2 separate regions of the Mus musculus genome follow, and region 2 is linked to region 1. Evidence: chromatin contacts called from public promoter capture Hi-C data. All regions are on one chromosome and are shown on one strand. Each heading gives the region's core, a stretch centred on a gene start, on an enhancer-like site or on the middle of the called end of the contact. The rest is flanking DNA. Distances are from core to core; before and after follow the strand shown. Region 1 holds the start of Adamts17 (a disintegrin-like and metallopeptidase (reprolysin type) with thrombospondin type 1 motif, 17). Region 2 overlaps Adamts17 (a disintegrin-like and metallopeptidase (reprolysin type) with thrombospondin type 1 motif, 17).

Region 1 (5,183 bases), core at 2,407-4,906:
CACTGCCCTGCCTATCCATGAAGTTCAATTTGGAATTCTGCTGGTCCTCCATCACCCGATGCTAGTCACAGGAGGCTTGGGTAAATTCATTAGAGGAGATACCTTCTCCACCAGCCTAAAGCTCATTGCTTTCGGATTCCATGGTTACAGGAATCCTTCCAAAACTACGCTACATCTAAAGACTCTGTGAAATGTAAATAAAACGAAGCAGCAGAAACAGAAGTCAATTAATCCTTGGGCCTGGGGTCTTTGAAGATCCAAAAAGTGCAGCTGGCATAGCTCTTCCTGATAAGACAGAGAAGGGGAAACACCACAGGCCCACACCTCTGCCTGCTGCCAACACGGGGGAAGGGGGTGAGTTATACTCTGTGCCCTATAAACAATTTAGCCGTGCTCTGTCCTGGTACTGTAGCTCCCCTTAAACAGACTCCCAGCATCTCTGAGCACAGACTGCACAAATGCAAGGAAGACAGACAGAGTGTACACTAGTCCTGCCCCTTGAAGACACAGCCATTTGTAGGCATTGGCCATGGCAAAACATACTAACGGCCGAAATACTAGCCAGCATCCAGGATAGAGGAGGTTGAGCAGAGCCACACCCACATATTTATATGCCTCCTATATGTGTTGTCACTCAAAAAGGGCAGCACTGAGAGACATGACTGAGACTAGATGGCTCATAAAGTATAAAATACTCACTTTCTGGGAAAAGCCTGCTAATATCTGCACAACATTAGTCTTTGGAGACAAGAAGGCTTTCAGAATACCCCCACCCAATAGCTAACAAGAGCTATCTTCTGGACCATGGCCCCTACCCATGTCTGGTAGCTGGGACTATCCTGGCAAACACACACATAACTGCACACTTCAGAGAGCTTCTGGCCTAGTCAAGGGACCTAGCACAACTTACCACCCACCTGGGTGGACAACCAAGCCAAAGGTGGGGTGCAGGCCAATCTCAAGTAGCTTATGCTAAGAGACCGGCTCCCAGTCATGTCTCTTCCCTCCCGCTCTCAGCCTCTGCCTACGTGTACTCGAGGAGAGTGTCCAATGTGCAGCTTGCACGAACAGGATGAGTAAGGCAGACTAAACAACAGCAGTGTCTCCTCAAACTGGAATTGAAAAATCTAAAGACTTAGAATTCCACCCGCAACTGGGGTGAACTCAAGAGTCTTGGCCGGGTTCCTTTCTCTAAGGCACAGCGCCCTCACATGGTGCCAAAGGGCAGCGCAGTCTTCCTGAAAAGTTGGCTCAGATGCCATGAGAGGAGGCTGAGCAGCCACTCTGGGAGGACTCTACATCAATGTTCTCCAGATTTCCAGCCTGGGCTCCTTCACAGATAGCTCCTCGCTGGAAACTTTACACCAAGAAGTATAAACTCTGACCTCTCCAGAAACTCACGAAACCGCAGCAAATGGGATTCAGATGTTTCTATGCACCGTACGGGGGTGTGACCTAGACTTGAAACACTTTGGCAAAAAAATGGGAGAAATGATGTGGGCCTCTGAGTCCCTCCCAGAACATGATACAGCGCTGACCCGAGTCCTACAGTGATCTGAGCCTTTCTCACTCCACTTAAGCCTCCTCGCCCACAGCCCACACCCTTTGTCCCCCCGTTCAACGATAACACCTACCAGACCCCACCACAATCTGCTTTGCCTTCTTTTGCCAAGACTACCAATGTCTCCCAGTTAAACAAAAGTAACCCATACCCTGAAATGAGACCTTTAAAGATTCCTGAAAATTAGGCTGCTCCTCAGAAATTACATCCACAGGTCCCCCAACCCTGACCCAGTACTAAGAAAGCAGAAGTATCGAGCAAAATCTCGGAGTCTTGGGCTTTCACGCTGTGCTCCTGGCTGTGTAGGTGGTGATAGAAAGCAAGTGAAGGGGTGGCTTCTCTGGCCCACTACCCCAGAGGTCTGCTGTGACAAATGTAGGGAAACAGCACAGACATTGTAAACTGAGTGATGCCAGGCTTTGGGGGGTGGGGAGGGCAAACCATCTGCCAGCCACGTGCTCTTCTTGGGGGCACCCTGGAGAAGCAGAGAAGAACTTGGCTGGGCACCAACGTAGCCAAGTGCTCAAGTGTGAGCACAAAGACAGCAAAACCACCCCAAACTTCTGTGCCTCTCCGTGCACTTGTCACAGGTGTCTCAACAAGGCGAGGCAAGGTCTTCGAGAAGAAAAAGAGTAAGAGCAGGGCTTTCCCCTGGGACAGGTGAGCACCGCACAGTTCTCACCGAGGGAGCATCCAGATAAATAAATACCTACTGCAGAGTAAGGCACTAGAGATACTGACAACAGTTCCTCTCTTGGTCTTACCTTTTCAGCTAGCAAAAATGAGACTAACCATGGCCTGCCTGGGGTCCCCTCCTAATGTAAGAAGGCTCAAGGGACAGAAGAGAAGTGCTTAGATACCCCATTCCTAGACAGGGAATGAACACTTTAGAGCTTCCCCATAACGTGCAGAAAACATACACACCTGTGCTGATGCTGTCAGAGTGGGAACGACAGGTTCATATTCTTTCCTCTAGGTGAGCTATAGCTAATTTCTCAATGCAACCCCACCTCGGCCAGGTTCAGGACACAACAGAAGCCAGGACAATAACAGGCCTTCCCCTGTGTTCTCTCTCCTAGGAAGGCACAGTCTGAAAGGGCCAAGTGAAGGAGATGGGAAGGTAGGTCTTCTCCCGCCCAGCCCTCCGCGGGACCACCCCAGGAGAAGTAACAGACTGGGCAAGGCAGACCCATAGGGGGCGCGGGCAATACCAGGCCGCCGGCGGCGCCGCAGGCGCTGAGGGAGACGAGGGAGCCCGGGTGGCCCAGGACTCGTCCGGAGTAGAAGCACAGCTCGGCAGGATGTCCGCTGCGCCCCGAGACACCCGCCTCCTCCACCTCGAAGCCTGGGGACAGGAAACGCAGGTCGCGATGCAGCTGCAGGTATAGGTCGCGCCCAAAGGCCGGCAGGTGCAGTAGCAGGGCGCGCTCTCCTTGCCCTGCTCGATGGCCACCTGGAGATGCTCGCGGTCGCCGCCACCGCCGGAGCCCCGCTGCTCCCGGCAGCAACTGCAGGTGCACGTCCTCGGGGCGCAGCCGCCTCGGGAGCACCACCTCCACGTCGGCCGCCGCGTCGCCGACAGCTGCGGGGAGAGAGGACACGCGTCAGCACCAGCCTGGCCACCAGGGCTGCCGGCCGCTCCGGCGCTGACTCGCAAGGCTCCGTGGGTATCGCGCAGCCGTGACCCCGCACTCCCTTCCCTCCCCGAGCCGGGCCTCTCCAAGCTGGCGAAGCCACTCGATCGCACCGGGGGTCAGCTCGCCATCCGCGTGCCGAGAGGGAACCAGAGACCAGTTCTCCGGCCGCGGCCTTCACTCTCCTCCTCAGGGGATGCTGTCAGCGGTCCACCTATGCACCCGGGCGCCGGGATGCTTCGGGAAGGCACCGGGAAGGTGGCCGCGAGAGCTAGGAACGCTACCTGTGCCCGGGTCCAGCCCCCACACCAGCAGCAGCAAGGACAGGACGAGAGGGGGCAGCAGGGTGCCGTCACACATGGTACTTGGGACCAGCAGCCCCCAAGACTGTAGTGATAGAGCAGGGACTCGCGAGGCGGCGAAGCCAACCGGAGTGCAGCCCTGCAGCCTTTGGAAAAAGTAATTAGCGCTGCGGACAAACCCAACATGGTAAATACTAAGCCCCACCTTCTCCTTGGAAAGTAGGCGGTGATTGGGCTTTTGCTTTTCTCTGCCCCGCCTTCCCTGTCCGTATTGGTTAGGGCCGGTCGAAACCAACGTGCGTAGTTAGGTTGTAAGCACTTTCTTACACGTGGTTTCTAGGCAGTAGGTAGGCTGTGACACCAGGTGGCAGGCGCGAGCCGGCTCAGCTGCAGCATCTTGGAGCAGCCAGGAGGACACCAGCCTGGTCTTCAGTTTGTTCACATTTGGGAGATCACCTTTGAGGCTTCCTAGGAAGATAGGCCAGACCAACCAGTTCAGTACAAGAAAAAGAAAATCTCTATGTATTGAAGTGACTCCTATTTTTGATTAGTTTGGGCTGGAAAGACGCAGCCCAGTGTTCCTAGCACACCTGAATTCATGCCTGACTTCTATATCTATGGTGTTTGTCCACACCCCGCAGGCTTCTTGCAGTCTATACTTTCACAGAATCCAAGAAGGTGAGAGCATAATAACACTCCCCTGAAGACTGGGAAACTGAGAAAAAGGAAATGTAAGGAGCCTGCTTAAATTGGACAGCTAGTATCTGTCAGAGCCGTGTCTTGTGTCTGTGATCCTGACTTTAGGTCAGGTGTGTTTAGGGAGGTATATTAGCTGCGCTTTGCATCGCAGGACCCTGGAGAGCTGAGAGGCAGAGCCTGAACTTGAACCCAGCCTTTCACGAACAGAATGAGTGTTCAATTTTCCAGCAGAATCTAGCCAGATATTATCCCTAGCAGACCCCTATGGGTAATCCCATTGGCCTCTTTAAAATTGTCCTACAGATAGCAGGACTGACTGAGCACAGGGATACCACAGCAGTCACAGATGGCTCCTCATCTCTCCCTTTTTGTCTGTTTGCTTGCTTGTTTTCAAAAAGGCCCCTACTCACCCCTCATCACAGGATCCAGACTTCATCACAGGGCTGAATTACCAGAAAGCATCCAGAGACGAGGTAAACACTGGTGAGTTTCCCTAAGTTTGGTGCCCCTGTCCTGGTAAGCTGTCTGCAGCTCTCCACAAAGGCGTATCACAGAATGTGCTGCCGAGCCAGTCTCTGATCTAGTGGCTGTCACTCACCGGTTGGCACCCTCGGGTGACTGGCAGCATGGGTCAGGCTCTGTTGGTGGCTATGAATGAGTAGGGCTTTGCCTCACTTGACCATGAGAATTTGACTGTGACCTCAACCATGTCATGGGAAACAGGAAGAAAAGGAGAAGCCTTAGCCCTGTGTGAGTGTGTGTGTGTGTGTGTGTGTGTGTGTGTGGTCAGACAGCAGCTAGCTATTCTGACAGCCCAGGAATGTTTTTCTTCTGAGAGTTGTTCAGTTTTTTCTCTGTAAATCAAGGAGCTAAGCTATACTGCCTCCCCTTGGAGGGTGAACTTCTAATCATTTGGACTACTCTTGAAAATAATAACAAGGGTCTGCGAGATACCTGACATACCATTAGCACTTTGTTAGATTTACT
Region 2 (4,908 bases), core at 2,046-4,545, 190 kb before region 1:
TCGTTTCCTGTTTAACACCCACTTGTTCAAAACCTTTCCCCTTGCCAGGCTGTAGAGGCACATGCCTTTAATTCCAGCACTTGGGAGGCAGAGGCAGGGGGATCTCTGAGTATGAGGCCAGCCTGGTCTACAGAGCGAGATCCAGGGCAGCACAGGCTACACAGATAAACCCGGTCTTGAAAACAAAACAAAACAAAACAAAACAAAACAAAAACCCAACCTTTCCCCTTAAGAAAATTCACTTGAATGACAAAATGAGTCTTTTAATAAAAAATATCAAGGAAATGACTGATTCTTGTGGCTTCACAAGAAACAAGGAGTGACTCAGACACTCGGCGTGCCGTGGGCTCCGTGGGCATCCCTAGAGTGCTCCAGGGTGTTTCAGAGTGTACACTGCCTTCCAGATGGAGAGAGGCTCGGTGTTGAGGAGATGTGAGGCCACTTGCTGGGAGTGCCAGAGGCTGGGTGTTACCTTGTCTGCTCCACATTCAGTGCCATCCAGGGGAGGGTCCAGCTTGGTCTTGCAGGATGTGTCTCCCTCTACCAGGCACCACAGCCCAGCACACATCAAATGCTGTAGGGTAAGAGAAGCTACCATGAGTGCCTCCAGAACACTCCCAGATGTGGGTTCTGGCTGGGGTCAGAGCCATGGAGAGATTACTGCTCAGATCTGGGACTTGAAACACATGGGGAGAAGGGAGGAACAGAACTCTAAAATGGTAACCAGCTTAGTCAGCTCTGTGGAACTTCTGCATTGACTCCTAGAAAGGCTTGTCTCACGGGACTGAGTTCAGGAGTTCCAAACTCAAGGGGTTCTTGGAGGTACTTCCTAGGAGCGGTCAGTAAATAGGTCCCTTCCACTGAGTGCACAGGGTAAAGCAGATACCCATGGGCTGACAGAGAATGCAAGAAACAGGCTTAACCCAACGTCACCAGAGGCAGCTTCACGGCCAGGGTCTCACGTGAGTGAGATGGTGGTTTAAGCAGATATCACAGCGGCCAGATAGAGGAGGCCAAAAAGCAGAGGCAGCCTTCTATTCTCCCTGCCTGGCTTTTGCCTCTGCTGAGCTGGGCATAAATTATTACAGTATTTTACCTAGAAAAACCTGGAACGCCCATGAATTGAGAACTAAAGACATTCTCCTAAAACAGGAACAGGCATCGGAAAAGACAGTCTCCTAGCTGTATTAATAAGACATTTGGACATTGACAAAGTGTTCAGAATGAGACAAATTATCAAAATTACCAAGGCAGGCATGGCTGTTCTTCTTCCCCAGAGGACTTGTGAGCAGACAGGATCATCAACCATAAGAGATGGGGGCTGGCTGACCCTGTTCCATTGAGAGAGGGATTCTGGACTATGTTCTACATGTGGCTTAGGGGTCCTCGTGGGACAGTCTGTTGCCTAAGGCTGTTGATGAGTTACACCCATCCATGTACCTTTCTACACTTTCCCCCTGTAGATGGCCCCTCATAGTATTTGCTGGGATTGCTTCCCACATAAACTACTTGCACCCAAATCCGCACCATGATCATGGCCTGAAAATTAGAAACAGATGTTCCTACAGCGCTTTTAAAGACACAGTGCTTCCAGGATGCCAAACCCAATTCAGGCTACGAAGCTTGAGTGGGAATGGGAAGACCTAACCCCTCACTGTGTGGCCAGTGGATAACTGGTGCCCTTCAGGCAACATGAGGGACGGACCCCCGCAGCACAGCAGAGTGAGGTGGCAGTGAGTTTTACAAAGGGTGTGCTGTGCTCAATTTAGAAGGCTGCTGTTCCAAGCAGTCTCAAACATCTGCACCAAGCAGATGTGTAACTGCACTGTCTAAAGGAAAGAAATGTGTGGAGATTGGAGGGACAAAAATAAAGTAGAAAGGAAGGAAAACAGCGACGGAGGGGGCTCTTACAACAAGCAGAGGAAAGCTGGCAGCTCCTTCTCACTTCTCAAGTATGTGGGAGCCGGGCTGAGCCTTTGAACGAGTCAGCGACTGAAGCGGGTCACTGTACATGTGGGTCCAGAGAGATCTACCCGTTCCCATTACTGTGTACCTCTCCATGGAACGGTAAAAAGATGAGAACCCGAATGCCGCACAGCTGCTCCCATAAAGATGATGGCACCTCATTAAAAGCCTGATCCCTCGAACTCTCACCTAAGAGTTCCTCCAGAGTGACGTGGCGGATGTTCAGACACATGCTCATGACACAAGGCAGACCCAGGAGCGCAACTGGGGGGCAGGAAAGCTTAGGATTAGGAGAAAGAGGAAGGGACTAGGGCAAACTGTTTATCGTGAAGTTTATGGACAGGGCTGTCTCATGAAATTTTCCTAATTATCAAAGTCAAAGAGTGGGCAGTTAGGCAGAGCCTTCTTAAACAGTACCAACAACAAAGGAGGAGAAACTAGAAATGAATTATGCTCCATTAAAATGAATGTGTTTATTAAAAGGCAAGTATAAGAATATCAGAGAAAGTGTTTGCAATAGATGAGGGGGAGGTATTTGCAATAAAGATAGCCAACAAAACATATCTAGGACAATTTTTTTTTTAAAAAAGAGAACAACAAACCAAAACTATTACAGATCGAATAAGAAAAAAGACCTAGTGGGAAAATGGGCAGAAGACCTGAGCATTTCATAAGAAGACATTTAAATGGCAATTAAGCATCTGAAAATATGCCCAAACTGATTCGGCCATCAAGCAAAGGCAAATTAAGACCAAGTTTAGATGCTTGTACACAGAGTGGAAAAAGATGGGGAATTTCAAACCTTGACAAGGATACAGCCAACAGGAACTGTTGTATACTGATGTTAACATTTGGACTTTTTGAACAACTTTGCAAAATTATTCATCAATATTTCTTACAGGCACTATATACAGTCATATCTATAATCTCACTCCCAAGAATATACTGGAAAGAAGTCTGAATATATGTTCTGTGAAGATGTCAGGAATGCTTGTTTTCAATACGACGTGAGTTATCATGAAGGTAAGAGCAAGCCAAATGCTTTGGCATCAGAGCAGACAGATCATGGTTACAACAGTAGGATTTCGTTTGCCTACACTGCAAGCACAGGCAAAACTCTGGTGTTGGGAATCAGACACGTGGGTTTGGTTTTTAAAAGGGGGAGTCAGCATAAAGGAGGCTTTAGATGGTGCCGTGGCCCCATGTGTGGCCACCTGCAGTACTTCTCCAGGATGGTTTCTAAAGCATGCTCAGCTAAACTTGGCATCGTCCTCAACACTTGCATCATTCTCTGCCTGGTCCTCTTCCCTGTTCTCCAAGCATTTTAGGTGCCTGCTAGCAATATGTACTCTGCAAGAGCCTACACTGCTGCTGGCTCCTCTGCAGTATTTGATTGTCTGTACTTTTCTCTCTGCCTTTCCCGTGGAATGTCTGGAGGAGTTGATGGCCAAGCTGTTAACAGTTCTGCAACCTGAGTGGATGAAGTTGTTGATTTCCCCATTCATCTTTGCAGATGACCATGCCCCCCACTTTTCCTTGTCTCTGACTCACTTTTAATCCACAGAATGCAGCACAAATGGCAGGATGTGACATCATGATTATCACACACAACACTCTCATCTCTGTAAAGGCTCCCTGAATTGATTTCTAGGCTTGCCTTCTTTGGTCAGACTAGCTGCCATGTTGGAAAAGATCATGCTACCATGAACTGAGCGCAGCCTGACAAAGAAGACAGCATGAAACTTCGGCTTTTGCTCCAACAACCTACAGGGAACAGTGGCTTTCCAACAAGTTCCCAGTAAGCCAGTGAGTCCGGCAACAAACATGTCCCCAGCTGAGCTTTAGATGAGACTGCAGGCCAGGCCTATGCCCTCCCCATAACCTTGTAAAATTGCTGAGACGTGAAAGCCTGGCGGAGCCATGTCTTTATCCCTAACCCTCAGAGCCTGAATGATAATAGATACGTTTTGTTTAAAATGGCCATATTTTGTGGAAGTTTGTTAAGACACAATAGTGAACAAACACAGATACATTTTTTAGTACTTTTCCAAACATCAAAGACAAGAGATATTTTCGTACGTGTCTAGAGAATAAAAACATGGAGGATTAATTTTATATACAATGTGTAATAGAGGAGATCACTGGAAAGAGTCCCAAACTTCTACAAAAGAAACGCTAACAGAAAAGCAAGAGAAGCCAGAAAAAAAAAAAAAAAACAACAACAAAAAAAAAAAAAACCAGAAAAACAGAACCTACACCAAGAATCATCTGACATAGAAACAAATGAGCTAACCTTGTTTCCTAAGATAAATCCTTCATATTAGATCACAACTTAAGCTCTGCTATGTGCTGTGTAACAATCATTTAATGTGATTTGGAAGCCAAAATAAAGGCAAAGGAGAACATCAATTCTAATGTCAGTCCAACTTGAACCCTGAGCCTGAGGCATGAAATAATATAAGGATATATGACCCTCGATGGCCATGTAGTATCTATGCCCCAAAAAGTACATAGTATTAAATTTCATTAAACAAAACTGACTTGGGATATAAGGGTAAGCAACAAAAAAGAAATTAGTATAATAATTTAATGGTCTTTCTTAGCCCATGAAAAATTCAACAGTCATGTAATAATTGATACAAGAGATGTAAATAACAGAATTGATAAGAAAAGTTCCAGCTTAAAACAAGCATGTCAAGACTCATCTTTTTAAAAGACTTATTTATTTATTTTATGTATATGAGTACACAGTAGCTGTCTTCAGACACAATGGAAGAGGGCATCAAATTCCATTACAGATGGTTGTGAGCCACCATGTGGTTGCTGGGAATTGAACTCAAGACTTCTAGAAGAGCAGTCAGTGCTCTTAACCTCTGAGCCATCTCTCCAGGCCATCAAGACACTTTTTTTTTGTTTGTTTGTTTTTTGTTTTGTTTTTCGAGA

The links. Promoter capture Hi-C pulls out the DNA fragments that hold promoters and counts their contacts.
Region 2: a contact with region 1 is called in a promoter capture Hi-C map of hippocampal neurons, with 4 times the contacts expected there. The contact joins the enhancer-like site here to the promoter of Adamts17 in region 1. A contact is called at or near these places in 11 of 39 promoter capture datasets (the 3T3-L1 cell line, cranial neural crest, embryonic stem cells and 6 more), 12 of 484 Hi-C or Micro-C datasets (embryonic fibroblasts, liver, nephron progenitors and 2 more), 4 of 115 datasets of contacts at active chromatin or transcription factors (PVALB interneurons, SST interneurons, double positive thymocytes and 1 more) and 2 of 9 other capture datasets (adipose tissue and pancreatic islet).

What each region holds. Positions count from the first base shown.
Region 1 is chr7:66,838,208-66,843,390 of GRCm38.p6, reverse strand. Adamts17 (a disintegrin-like and metallopeptidase (reprolysin type) with thrombospondin type 1 motif, 17) reads right to left here and starts at 3,656. Exons shown (of 23, transcript NM_001033877.4): 1 at 3,480-3,656; 2 at 2,773-3,143. The coding sequence starts at 3,555. Gm33627 (a long non-coding RNA gene) reads left to right here and starts at 3,600. Exons shown (of 4, transcript XR_391554.2): 1 at 3,600-3,684; 2 at 4,595-4,679.
Region 2 is chr7:67,023,473-67,028,380 of GRCm38.p6, reverse strand. Adamts17 (a disintegrin-like and metallopeptidase (reprolysin type) with thrombospondin type 1 motif, 17) reads right to left here. Exons shown (of 23, transcript NM_001033877.4): 11 at 473-574. Among named protein-coding and RNA genes, the nearest start is that of Gm33627, 190 kb to the right of the region's middle. Within about 2 kb of position 3,295, at least 34 of the 459 cell types and tissues checked have an H3K27ac peak or open chromatin away from gene starts, as enhancers often do. A contact at or near this core is called in PVALB interneurons, SST interneurons, embryonic limb bud and 4 more, where this site is marked.